Linked DNA regions of Mus musculus: region 1 is linked to region 2. Evidence: chromatin contacts called from public promoter capture Hi-C data. All regions are on one chromosome and are shown on one strand. The core of a region is the stretch at or near the end of the contact, and the rest is flanking DNA. Distances in the headings are between cores, read along the strand shown.

Region 1 (6,541 bases), core at 3,568-6,067, 260 kb before region 2:
TCTGACCCAAATTTCTTTCCAAGCTTACTGGTTTAACCCGGCTTCCCTTGGCTTCTGACTGAATTACTCTGCTTGGCCTCAAACTAACTCTGGCAATTTGTTACAATCTTCTGTCTCTTTCTTATTCTCTGACTTCAACTATCTCTGCACAAGTGCCACAAACAAACTCAACTCTACTGCATTCAGCTGAACTCCACTGGATTGTCTGAACTGTATTGAAGTGTATGTACTCAACAAACTGTTAGGGATTAAAAGCATGCACTAAGGATGTGTCTTATTCCAGCCAGATCATACTGTAATCCAGGGCATATCTGCATTCCAGCAGGATCAAATAGATATAGAAGATCTTTGGATGTGATCTCTTGCCAAAGCAGCCATATTGCTGGATTCTCTATACTTGTTGATGGTTTTGAGACAGTTTCTCTGTGTAGCTCTGGCTATCCTGGAACTCACTCTTTAGACCAGGCTAGTCTTGAACTCAGAGATATGCCTGCCTCTGCCTCCCAAGTCCTGGGATTAAAGGTTTGCACCACCACCACTTAGTGTCCCCTTTATTACAGACAAAACCAGACCTGTGGTCTGTCACTGAAGTATTATTGTTAGGTTATGAATACTATATATCAATTTATGAATGCACTGGTATGCCTCAAATGGGCAAAAATGTGTGACTGAGCATTGATGCCTTAAGCCCTTGGAACAGTAGAGCAAGACTAAGATGCTCAAGTCCTGAGTGGTTCCTAGTTTAGCTGCCAGCTACCTCATCCAGGAACTCTTCTGTATCCGGAAGGCATGGTCTAGTTGTATCATGGCATGAAAAGGGTAGGAAATACCAACTTGGGGTATAGATATGGCCACTAGGACCTGAGAAATCTTGAGGTGATGAATCTGGGAAGCTTTGTAAAAAATAGTCACATGAGGAAAGCATGCTATCTATAGGCATGTTGTATGTTGTGTGTCTATGTCCAAGTCTGAATGTCTGGATTTTCTAGGATAATAGTAGCACAGGGAAGAGGAGTGATAGGTAGTCTATGAGTCTGACTGCAAACCACTCAGCCTCCCTGCAATTGCCTACCTTAAGTAGGGATTAATCATTTAGTAAACTTTCAGATAGCATCCCACTCTATCGCCCTCCCTGGCTTGCCCTAGAGCACTATGTAGATTAGGTAGAATGGCCTTGAACTCAGATCTGCCTGCCTCTGCCTCTTGAGTGCTAAGATTAAAGATGTACGTGTGCCACCATGCCAGACTCAGAAGAGGGGATGTTCAATGCTTCTTACTGATAAAAACCACTTTGGGTTTTGTACTTGGTTATTCATAACTATGAGCACTCAAGTACACACAGCAAGAGCACCGGCTCTTCTGTGGCATGTGGCAGAAGGTCATGAAGTCAGTCTGCACACCAGGTCCTTTGCCTTTGGGAACAGTACCTTAGTCGGGTGGTCACCGATCCTATCTCTTAAATATCTGAAGAATTTTTGTTCACTGTAGATTCACTTTAAATCTTTCAGGTTTGTTTTTGTTTTTAATTGTCTGGTGAAATGGTAATTACAGAGCAAAGTCATTTAAAATTTAGAACAATTAAATGCAGAGACATACATTTTCTCTTGAAGGACTTGAACAAATGCAACCTTTTGATGTATAAAGTCTCTGAGTCACTACATTTTGCAGAATATATTCAGAACCAAATACTGAGAATTTCCAGCTGAATGTTGTGGTGCAGGCCTTCAATCCCAGCTGTCAAGAGGCTGAGGCAGGTGGATCTCATAATTTGAGGGAAGCCTGGTCTACATAGTTTTGGGGTAGGCCGAGCTATATAGATAGGGAAACCCTGTTTCAAAAAAAAATCCACAACCGGGCGTGGTGGCGCATGCCTTTAATCCCAGCACTCCGGAGGCAGAGGCAGGCGGATTTCTGAGTTCGAGGCCAGCCTGGTCTACAAAGTGAGTTCCAGGACAGCCAGGGCTATACAGAGAAACCTTGTCTAAAAAAAAAAATCCAGAGAGGTCGGGGGTGGGATCTCCTTTCAATATAGGAAACAGACAGAACTTGGCCTAGACCATAACATGCTTCAAAATAGGCCCCTTTATGAGTGTGATCAAATTTAATTTTCATAACTTTGCCAAGAAAAAAATTTATATATATATATATATACACACATATATATATATATACACACACACACACATACATACCATATGTACAGATGTATTTGTACATATGTACAAAAGAGAATGTCAGGAGAAAGAGCTTCTTTGCAAACACAGGACAACTTGATTTTCTAGTCACAGTTGCTGTCACAAAGCTAGTCGGGATTTCTTAGAATGGCTTGCTTTCTCCTTTTGACTCTTTTCAGATTTTGCAAACAATAAGACTGAACAGGCCCTCAAACAAAACATCAAGCCCTCAGATACAACGGCAAATGCCGGGGCAATCCTGACCATATCTTCACCAAGCCCTCAGATACAACGGCAAATGCCGGGGCAATCCTGACCGTATCTATCTTCACCAACCCGGCGTTGGGGAGAAGGAAGAGGTGTCCATTACACAGCAAAACCTCTCCTGGCCCGTGCAAACTTGTCGCTGTTCCTAGAATTTTGCCTTCAGCCATCTGTTCATTCTTGTCTCTCCACACAGGAAGACTTCTCTCCTGTTTCTTTTCCACATACTTGCAACTCTTATAAGACAAAAAAAAAAGCAACACCCATGTTTCTTCCATGTTCAGGCTGGAACTTAAGGGAGGGAACCACAGCAGGAGCCTCTACAGAAAGCAGGAGGTAGTGGGAGGAATTCAGGTTAGGATCAGAGAGTGAAAGCTCAAGGCTGGGGTGGGACTTGTCCTGCCTGCTTGAGGCTGGGGTCCGTTCCTGGCACTACATGAAACTAAGTCAACTTTTAAAACCCCAGAAAACTCAAGCACTTGGAGAAGAGGCCAGACTGGAGCAGTGTTAGTTACATCAAACTGAGTGTAACACAGTAGAGAATGGTGGGGATTCTAAAAACTGCCATTCAAAAGCCTTTTAAACGTATTGGAGTCAGAAAGGCTACATCTTGTCCACCATAAGAGATCTGAGTTCAAGGGCCACCTCTGATGTGACTAGGGGTGGACAAGTTGTTTAACCTTTCTCAAGCCCGATGTCCTCATCTGGAACAGAGATTAGTCCTCTGGTCACAGATAAGATCCTACCACATTGTACCTGATCTGAGAGCTGGGAGGTAGAATTGCTATTTTAAGCTCATGTGAATGGGACATTTTAAATAACAGCGATAGCATGATAAAGCGAAGATCCTCTATTGTAAGTCCCATTGCAGCTGCCAGGTAGAGGACCCAAATCACTCTTTGCAAGGCTCTTTAGCTTAGTGAAGGCCCATGGAGTGAGCGTTCTGTAGACCTCCACTTACCCCACCACTACTGGCCCACGTTTGTGTTTTCCCCTTTGTGCCATCTGTATCAAAGGTCCCATTTGGTTTTGGGTCTAAACTTTAGACTCCTAGATACTCCAGGTCACTCAGTAAAGGGAAATAGATTTCAGCATTACCTAGATCAAGAGAAAATAATCAGGGTCAATGCAGAAGGAGATAGATAGCACTATAAACAGAGCAAAGTAGGCCCACACAGAGTCAGGGTCGATGAAGGAACAAAGGACAGGTTACTTGGCATGGATAGTCAGAGTATGTCTGTCAGAGGAGGAGGCTGGCAGCTGAGCTGGCCTGAATGACAGAGGAAAGCAGCCATGTGATGTCTGGAGGAACTATCTCAACAAGGTCAAAGGCCCAGGAGTGGGAGTGAATTTGGCATGTCCAGGAATAGATGCCAGTCTGGGATGTCTGGGGCACGCTGATGGAAGGAGTATGTATGTGGTGATAGATGGGGGCAAAGGGGCAATAATAAAAAGTTTCCCATAGGAATCACTTTAGGGGTGTTAGGGTGTTTTGTTGTTGTTGTTGGTGGTGGTGGTGGTGGTGGTGGTTTTGTTTTTGTGATTTCTTGTTTTTTGGTTTTGGGGGGTGTTGTTTGTTTTTGCTTTTGAGGGATGGCATGATCCAACTTCTATTTTGCTCTCCTGTATCATAGGAAATAGATCTTTAGGAAAACAAAAGCAAAAGCACAAAGGAAAAAAAATCTTTTAATGTCAATTCTATTTGTCATTAAAGAAAAGGAGAAAATAGTTTCCTGCAGGAAGTGATCGCACTTTGGCTGTGAGGCTGTAGCCTTTTCAAAGCTCTGTTTTACCGGGGCTCAGGATTCTATTTTCTGGAAGCTATATTTGGATACTTCTGCCAATGACTCATCAAGTAACCTTTCTTAGGAAACTAGCAAAATGTAGCAAGGATGAGTACCTCCTAGGAAATGCCGGGTTAAGTATAGAGAAGGCAGAGGCACACTTGAGGAGTTCAGCTGCTTATTCTTGCAACAATCTCACTACTTAGACCGTTTACATTTGCTCTCAATATAAACCTGATGGCTGAAGAAAATTATTTGCCGGTTAATTTCTATCTCATGCTCTCTAGTGAGGATGATACCGAAGCTGTCCTCACACAAGACCCTGTGGAAGGAAAAGCTTTAACCCATGGGAAGCAAGTTGCCTTGGCATGTGTTGTTGAAATATGTCAAAGCAAACAAACAAACAAAAAACAAACCTCAAGCACAAACCTCAGTAACAGTCTGAGGAGCCCAGGACAGAACAGTCATGTGTGTGTGCCTTGTCGCCTTCATCCAATTTAGTGATGAAATTTTACTCTACAGCCAGGCCTGTAATTCCAGCATCAGGAGGCTGAGACAAGAGGATTCAAGTTCAAGGCCAACATAGACTACAGGGTGAGTTTGAGGCCAGCCAGAGATGCAATAGAGAACATCTGCTTCAAAGCAAAGCAATACAAAACATTGCCCTCCGCCATGTGGGTAAAAACTATGATTATTAGACCTTTTATAGTTAGTCATTAAAATCAGCCAAGATATATTTCACAATAGAATCAGTAGAGCTGTTCTGTGGAATCCTGGATTAAGCTCAGCCAACACAACAGGTAGTGTCACTAATAAGTATTTCACTCTAGGAAGAATGATCTCTTGTTTAAATCAAGCACTGACTAAGCGCCTATGGGTCAAACACCATTAAATAGGAAAGGATACACAAATATACTGTAATGCCCTTTTTTAAATCACGCTTTAGCCTCATCAATGCTATTGCTGTTTTTTTTTTTTTCCAATTCCAAATTCTTGAATATTTAGTAAAGTATAGGAATCTGAACTTTTCTTTAAACTACTTCTATACCAGCCAGGAAGGCAGCAAAAGAACTGATCTTTGTCCAAGTAGGCAACACACACACACACACACACACACACACACACACACACACACACACCACTCTTTTGTGTCGTCAATCACAAGAGCTTAGAAAGGCCAGAGGGAACAGTGTGAGTCCTTGGGGCATGCAATGCCAAAAGAAAAGTTTTGGCTCAGTTTGGCTCAACAGAGTCCCAGTGACTTATACTGCCTGGTGAGTCATGTGTCATATCTGGATTATGTACCCATAAACACTGGTTCGGGGGCGGTCAGACCATCATCACAGATCCATTCCTCCTGAAACTGAAATACATGCAACGCACACCCCAGACAGGCTGTAAAACTTCTCTTGCCTTTCACTGAGCTTCTCAAAGGCACTGTTAGGAAAAGGTATTTAAAAGCCACACTAAGTGACCTGCATGGTGGCTCAGCGGGCAAAGGTCCCCGTTGACAAGTCTGAAGAACTGAGTTTGATGGTTGGGATCCATGAGGTAGAAGGGAGAAAATCAGTTTCCATAAGTTGTCCTCTGATCTATGCACGCACCCTCACACCCCACACAAGCACCCATGCACACACACACACCATGTAACAAAAGTAAAAGCCATGATGTTCCATGACATCTTAGATCCTTTTGTCTATTTCATATCAAGTAAAAGACTACAAAGCGAGTCCTCTATGAAAGGTTTGAGGTCATGTGAGTCACAGTCCTTGACATCTGAGATGAATTAGGCTAAACACCATGCACACCATGACAGTACAAACCCGTGACCACTTCCTGCCTGTCAGAACTTAAGAATCTTTATGGATCATTTACTTAATTGTGCCAATAACTATGCAAAGTAAGTGTTGTTGTTACTTCTGCTTTATAAATGGCAACGAGAAGCCACCTGTCAACTCTGTAAAGCAAGAGAGTAAATCAAGATTTAAAGTGAATAGGGGGGCTGGTGAGATGGCTCGGTGGGTAAGAGCACCCGACTGCTCTTCCGAAGGTCCAGAGTTCAAATCCCAGCAACCACATGGTGGCTCACAACCATCCGTAACAAGATCTGACTCCCTCTTCTGGTGTGTCTGAAGACAGCTACAGTGTACTTACATATATACATAAATATATATATACATACATAAATAAAAAGTCTTTAAAAAAAAAAATAAATAAAGTGAATAGGGGCCGGGCGTGGTGGTGCACGCCTTTAATCCCAGCACTTGGGAGGCAGAGGCAGGTGGATTTCTGAGTTCGAGGCCAGCCTGGTCTACAAAG
Region 2 (6,418 bases), core at 2,574-5,073:
ATCAGGTCTCACAAAAACACTTTAGCAATTATGAATGTACTTGGATCAAACAAAAATATCAACTACCAGCAAGGAAGAGATATATGTTATGAAAGGATTTTAATCTTGAAAAATAATATAGCCAGGTAGTTATTCCAAGGGCAGTAATTTTTCAGTTTGTGTTAGATAAAACTGGTAAGTCATTTGATCAACACTTACTAACCCTCCCTTCTTATATTTCTAAACTCATAAAGACTTCATATTTGAAATGAAGATATATACTCTTCATGCAAAATGAGTTTTGCATTTTTACATTTTTAAAACTATGTAGGAAGATGGAATAAAATGAAGTCGCACCTGCCTAGAGAGCTCTTTAGCTCTTCACAGGCTTGATCTTCACTTAGCTAACAATGTAAGAATAAAGAACTGTCCCACTTGAAACTAGTCCTGCGCCATCTCTCAGTCCTTGTGTGCACAGTGCTTTGGCCTGTGCCATTCCTGGTCTATTCGCAGCTAGGAAGACTCCGGGCAAGTGCTGCCCTTGACTTCCCTCTGCTCCCACTCCTCACTGCTTTTCTTCCTTCCCTTTCTCATTTTAGGTTTCCTAGGCAAAGCATTAAAGCCTGTCAGAAGCCATCTAGGAAAGGCTATGGCAAGCAAGTGACTTTTCTGGAGACGGCCACCATTTTGCATCGCTGAGATGGGCGAGCTCTGAGATTGCAGGGTCCTTAGAGACTTCCTTCCAGGATTGCGTCTTATTGCTGAGATGCGTGTCCTGCCATTAGCTATTACATAAGCTAATGTTTCCTGGGCATTAGCTCGCACTATTGGGCAGATTTCCTGCAGAGTTAATATGAAGATGTACTTTCATGTAGTAATGCTGTATAGGCAAAGTGGTGTCATAATTCCTAATGATTTTATAGAATTCCTAAATTCATACAAACACTTTCAAGCCCCACACAGAATAAAAGCTGCAAATAGAGCTACATAAACCCTCATGTGTCACAGGCTAATTGCATTAGGAAAAGAAAGCAGGCTTGGAGCAAATTTATGATGAAGGAAAACATTCTTTCTAGGTTAGGTATGAGACCATTATCTGGTAACTAAAGTAATAAACTGAAAATGGGCAATTTATTATAGGTGCAAGGACAGAAAATAAATGATGGACTAGTTTATCCATACAAGACTTCAAAATAATGAGATACAAGGCAGATAATTTATCTCTTGACAAAACCCTGCTAACGTATGACATAAAAACATTGCTTTAAACTTATAATGAACTTATGGATCTAGTAACAGATAGTGAATATTTAGTCAGGTAATAGTTTTAATGGAAAGGCATGTAAACAACTCTGCTGTAATTCCTTAAATCTTATCTATGATACAAAATATTGCCTTAAACTTAGTATGAACTCATAGAATGTAAAAATTCTTAGAAAATCACGTGACCAATTATCCTGGCAAAAGATAAAAACTAAGAACAACAAGAAAATGGTGGTGCAGCCTTCTTTAGCTTCATCTAGTATGCATGTGTCTCTAAGTGTGCCTTTTTCTTTCTTTCCATTCTTTCTTCCTTCCTTTCCATTCTTTCTTCCTTTCCTTTCCTTTCCTTTTTCCTTTTCCTTTTTCCTTTTCCTTTTTCCTTTTCCTTTTCCTTTTCCTTTTTCCTTTTCCTTTTCCTTTTTCCTTTTCCTTTTTCCTTTTCCTTTTTCCTTTTCCCTTTTTCCTTTTCCCTTTTCCCTTTTCCCTTTTTCCTTTTCCCTTTTCCCTTTTTCCCTTTTCCCTTTTCCCTTTTTCCCTTTTTCCCTTTTTCCTTTTTCCCTTTTTCCTTTTTCCCTTTTTCCTTTTTCCCTTTTCCTTTTTCCCTTTTCCTTTTTCCCTTTTCCTTTTTCCCTTTTTCCCTTCTCCCCTTCTCCCTTTTCCTTTTTCCCTTCTCCCCTTCTCCCTTTTCCTTTTTCCCTTCTCCCCTTCTCCCTTTTCCTTTTTCCCTTCTCCCCTTTCCTTCTCCCCTTCCCTTCTCCCCTTCCCTTCCCTCTTCCCTTCCCTTCCCTCTTCCCTTCCCTTCCCTTCCCTTCCCTTCCCTTCCTCCTTTCCTTTTTCCTTTTTCCTTTCCTTTTTCCTTTTTCCTTTCCTTTCCTTTTTCCTTTCCTTTCCTTTCCTTTCCTCTTCTTTTCTTTTCTTTTCTTTTCTTTTTTTTTTCTTTTCTTTTCTTTTTTCTTTTCTCTTCTTTCTGGCTCACTAAGAGTTAAGGAACTCCAAGCCTCTCACCTAGCCAGTGAGGGATCTGAGTCAAACAGAAAAGAACCAAAGTAATTAAGTTTCTTTTTCTCTGCTGCTATACAGGAGTTAGTACCCAGAAGCCAGTGGCTTTTGGCCATATAACTCACAGGCAGAGGCATCTTTAGCCCTGATGGCTGACTCCATATCACTTCACTGCCTTCCTCAGGAAACTGGGTGCTGGGATAACCCCTCACCCCAAAGCCTTACCCAGACTTCCTTGCATTCTGTACTCTCTCTCTCTCTCTTTTTTTTTAGACAGCCTTACAAATGCTTTCAGTTTAACTGTCAGCTCTTTTCAAGCTGTTTCTGACTCTTAAAAAGAATGTGGATTAAATTTCTATATCCAAATTTAGTCTATGATTTCAACCGCCTGCTTGATATTTCCAGTCAGATAATCAAATGTGTCATGAGATGTAATTCGTCTGAAAGTCTCCTCCCTGGAAGTTGCCTCTCTTCTATTTTATTGGGGCCTGTTTATTGTTACAGTAGTCTTGGTGACTATAACTATCAGGGATCTGTTGGTGCTCATTAAGGGAAATCTATTTCCTCCTAGTCAAAAGCATGGACTCAGCCTCTGGCTTGAATGTAGAGACCTGACATACTATTGTTTCCTCGGTGGGAGTGGGTGGGTGAGCTCCCTCATAGAAGCAGGAGGTGGGGATGAGATAAGGGGTTTGCAGAGGAGAAACCGGGAAAGGAGAGGACATTTGAAATGTAAATAAATAAAATACCAATTAAAAAGAATGAAGGGGCGGAAAAGGGCTAATTCACCAGAACCTGTCAATTACCTTCTCAAGGCCTCACCTCTCAGGAAGGTTTATTCATTCAAAGCTGTGCTGAAGCACTGGGAGGAATAATTTTCCCCTTAGTGAGATAATGTGCTTTTTCTTCAGCCTATCTCCCCCAGTGTGGTCACCCATGGATCCATCACTGTGCTGATCTTTTAAGGTCTAGCCACCAGAACAGTATAACTTTCTCTTTTTCTTTTACCAAAGCCTAAACATGTTTTCTCTAGCATCATGGGTCTTCTTACTACCCTCTGAAGCTACTTCCTTTGTCTTGTACCTACTTGCTGCCATGTGACAGGCTGCTGACCCAACTCAAGGCAAGACTTTCTCTCTTCCTTCCTTTCATATACCTTTCCCAATGGCTGCCAAGATCTATAACTTGCTTGCCCTGCTGTTTCCTCTTAAACATTAGTAAAATTGACCTTAAGCTTCCTAGTGAGTTTCGTTTATGAAGGCCAAGAATCCAAAGAGGTAGTAAGCCCAAGCCCCTCTTTAACACTTGTATTGTAGTTGCAAACTCTGTAGACATTAACACCTGACTCCCTAGCATAACTGTAGTCATTTTCGTTTCATGCCTGCCAGCCATTTCATATTGTTGTTGTAATGCTGACATAGAAAATTCTTTCTGGAAGGTCAGACTGACCACATATCCTGTTATGTTCTCAGCTTTGCTATTTTTTTGGGCAATTTCACAATCACAGGCTCCACTTAGGACCAATCAAATTCAAGGTCAGTTACAACTATTTTGTTTAGCTAGCCAAAATAGCTTGCGCCACCCTGAAGCTACGTATGAGCTCATTGCAGTGTTTGCCTTTATAAACTGGCCCTGAGAAACATTCAAGGTCTCAGTCTTAGCTCCTGAGTCTATGCTATGCCCTGATAGATCAGTCTTGGTGTGGGTGTTCAATGTTCTTGTTTGACTGAGACCAGGGTCTGAGTGGTTTGTGGGGGGATTCCTGGACCCCAGCAGTAGGTATCTTTTCATGTTTGCTGTGTATGGCTGATAAATTCTGTCAGTTTCTCCCAGAATTTCTCCTGTGCAATACCAACTCGGCCGAACCCTGCTTAGCTTACAAGCTTAGATGAGCACAGACACATTTTGGGTGGTGTGACTGAAGAGGCCCCATTGCTTTTCATAAGTCTCAGTTTTCTGCTTTTATTTATTTATTCATTTGTTTTGTTTTTATGTTTGTTTTTTGATATGGGGCTGCTCTACATAGCCCTGGCTGTCTTGGAACTTACTATATAGACTAGGCTGGCCTCAAACTCACAGAGATCTGCCTGCCTCTGCTAGGATCTGCTGGAGTGCTAGGATTAAAGGCATGCATCATCACTGCCCAGCCATCTTTCTATTTTTAAAGTCACCTCCTTCTGGTCCAGTTTCTCATTATTTGTTCCTGGTATATTTTAGTAATCTTCTTTGCTGCCATAAATACTGCTATTAGATGAGAATTCTTAATACACAGTTCTAGATATGTAATTACACTCCTGAAAACTATTCGACATATTCTTGTTCTCTTTAATTTGAAGTCTAATTCTTCAGCCTGGTCTTCATACCCCATTATTAATTCACAGATTTGTAACCCCATTCCACAAAGAACTTAGAGCAGCTTACAGGAAGCATGTAAGAAAACAATAAAAGCACAAATAATACATGATGAAGAAGATCAAGACTAAGGACAAGGTAAGTTAAGCCAGGCAGTGGTGGCACACACCTTTAATTCCAGCATTCAGCAGGCAGAGGCAGGCAGAACTGTGAGTTAGATGTAAGCCTAGTCTATAGAAGGAGTTCCAGGATAGTCAGGGGGGTTACACAGAGAACATGGAGAAACCCTGTCTCAAAAGCAAACAGACAGACAAACAAACAAACAGACAGACAGACAAACAAACTCAACAAGAACAACATAAATTAGAACAGATTAAAAACTAGGGTTAGAGACAGGGAGAATGTAATGTCCTATAGAATTTCTATTATTGTATCATAAAATTGGCCCTGAGCTTTTGCGATGCTAAAATGAAAAAGGAAATACATAATATTTACAGTTAGTGAACAGAACAAGACCTTTTCCCCCTACATTTATGTATTTTCTAAATGTATTTTCTCATGACACCTTTCAAATGAGGGCAGTTAATAAGAAGGACAAGAGCTTCAACATATATAGAATGCATGCAATACGAGTTATGTAAGACTATGCACAAGAATCCACCTTTACCACCAGATCCAGACACTATTGCAGATGCCAACAAGATTTTGCTGACAGGAGCCTGACATAGCTGTCTCCTGAGAGGTTCTGCCAATGCCTGACAAATACAGAAGTGGATGCTCACAGTCATCCATTGGACAAGCACAGGGTCCCCAGTGAAGGAGCTAGAAAAAGTACCCAAGGAGCTGAAGGGGTTTGCAGCCCCATAGGAGGAACAACAATATGAACTAACCAGTACCTTCAGAGTTCCCTGGGACTAAACCGCCAATCAAAGAAAACATATGGTGAGACTTGTGGCTCTAGCTGCATATGTAGCAGAGGATGGCCTAGTCAGTCATCAATGGGAGGAGAGGCCCTTGGTCCTGTGAAGGTTCTATTTCCCAGTATAGGGGAATGCCAGGGCCAGAAAGCAGGAATGGGTGGGTTGGGGAGCAGGGGGAATGGGAAAGGGATAGGAGATTTTCGGAGGGGAAACTAGGAAAGGGGATAACATTCGAAATGTAAATAAAGACAATATCTAATAAAAAAAGAAGAAGAAATCCACCCTTAGTGACTGAATGAGCGCAAAATGCACACTTCTGAAGAATTTGCATTTATTGGAATGGGAGGTTTTATTGAAAAGCGTGCGATTAGTAATCTCTCCAGAGTGTCTCAGAGTATTAAACCACCAGGAGTTGTCTTTCCATTTTCTAGAAAATTTGATGTACATTTTTATTTGATGAGAGCTAGATAATATTACACTGGGAAACTGCACCCTGCATAGGATTTTTGGGCACTTATCCTGTTACACGGAGCCTGGGAGTCCCTCATGAACACCTTGGGTTTTCTATTTACAATTTTAAAAGTAATCTTGCTATACTATCTTTGTGGGTTCAAATATCTTCCATAATTGCCAACACTGTATTTCCCCAGGAACTTAGAAACAGTTCTGAAGCCTAAGAGGATGACGGTGCTCTGGTGTGGCCTTCTACTCTGCCTCATGGAATTGTGCCTTGTCAGCTGCAGCGTTTATTAGAGATTCAACCCAGACCTTCACACACCAGGAAATGACTCAACACTAAGCTTCGCCTCCAGTTGCTGCTCTTTACTGAAAAGGCTCTTTTTTGTTTTGAGTGTCTGTGGTACAGGTGTGTGTATATGGAGGTCAGGGAATGATCTTAGGCACTG

Evidence for each region. Capture Hi-C pulls out chosen DNA fragments and counts their contacts.
Region 1: a promoter capture Hi-C map of liver shows a contact between it and region 2. The contact joins two enhancer-like sites. A contact is called at or near these places in 1 of 115 datasets of contacts at active chromatin or transcription factors (embryonic stem cells) and 2 of 9 other capture datasets (adipose tissue and liver).

The regions. Positions count from the first base shown.
Region 1 is chr12:72,747,992-72,754,532 of GRCm38.p6, reverse strand. No RefSeq gene overlaps it. Among named protein-coding and RNA genes, the nearest start is that of Ppm1a, 9.9 kb to the left of the region's middle. Within about 2 kb of position 4,817, at least 49 of the 459 cell types and tissues checked have an H3K27ac peak or open chromatin away from gene starts, as enhancers often do. A contact at or near this core is called in liver, where this site is marked.
Region 2 is chr12:72,487,561-72,493,978 of GRCm38.p6, reverse strand. The region is part of intron 23 of Lrrc9 (leucine rich repeat containing 9); the gene reads right to left. Among named protein-coding and RNA genes, the nearest start is that of Pcnx4, 46 kb to the left of the region's middle. Within about 2 kb of position 3,823, at least 51 of the 459 cell types and tissues checked have an H3K27ac peak or open chromatin away from gene starts, as enhancers often do. A contact at or near this core is called in liver, where this site is marked.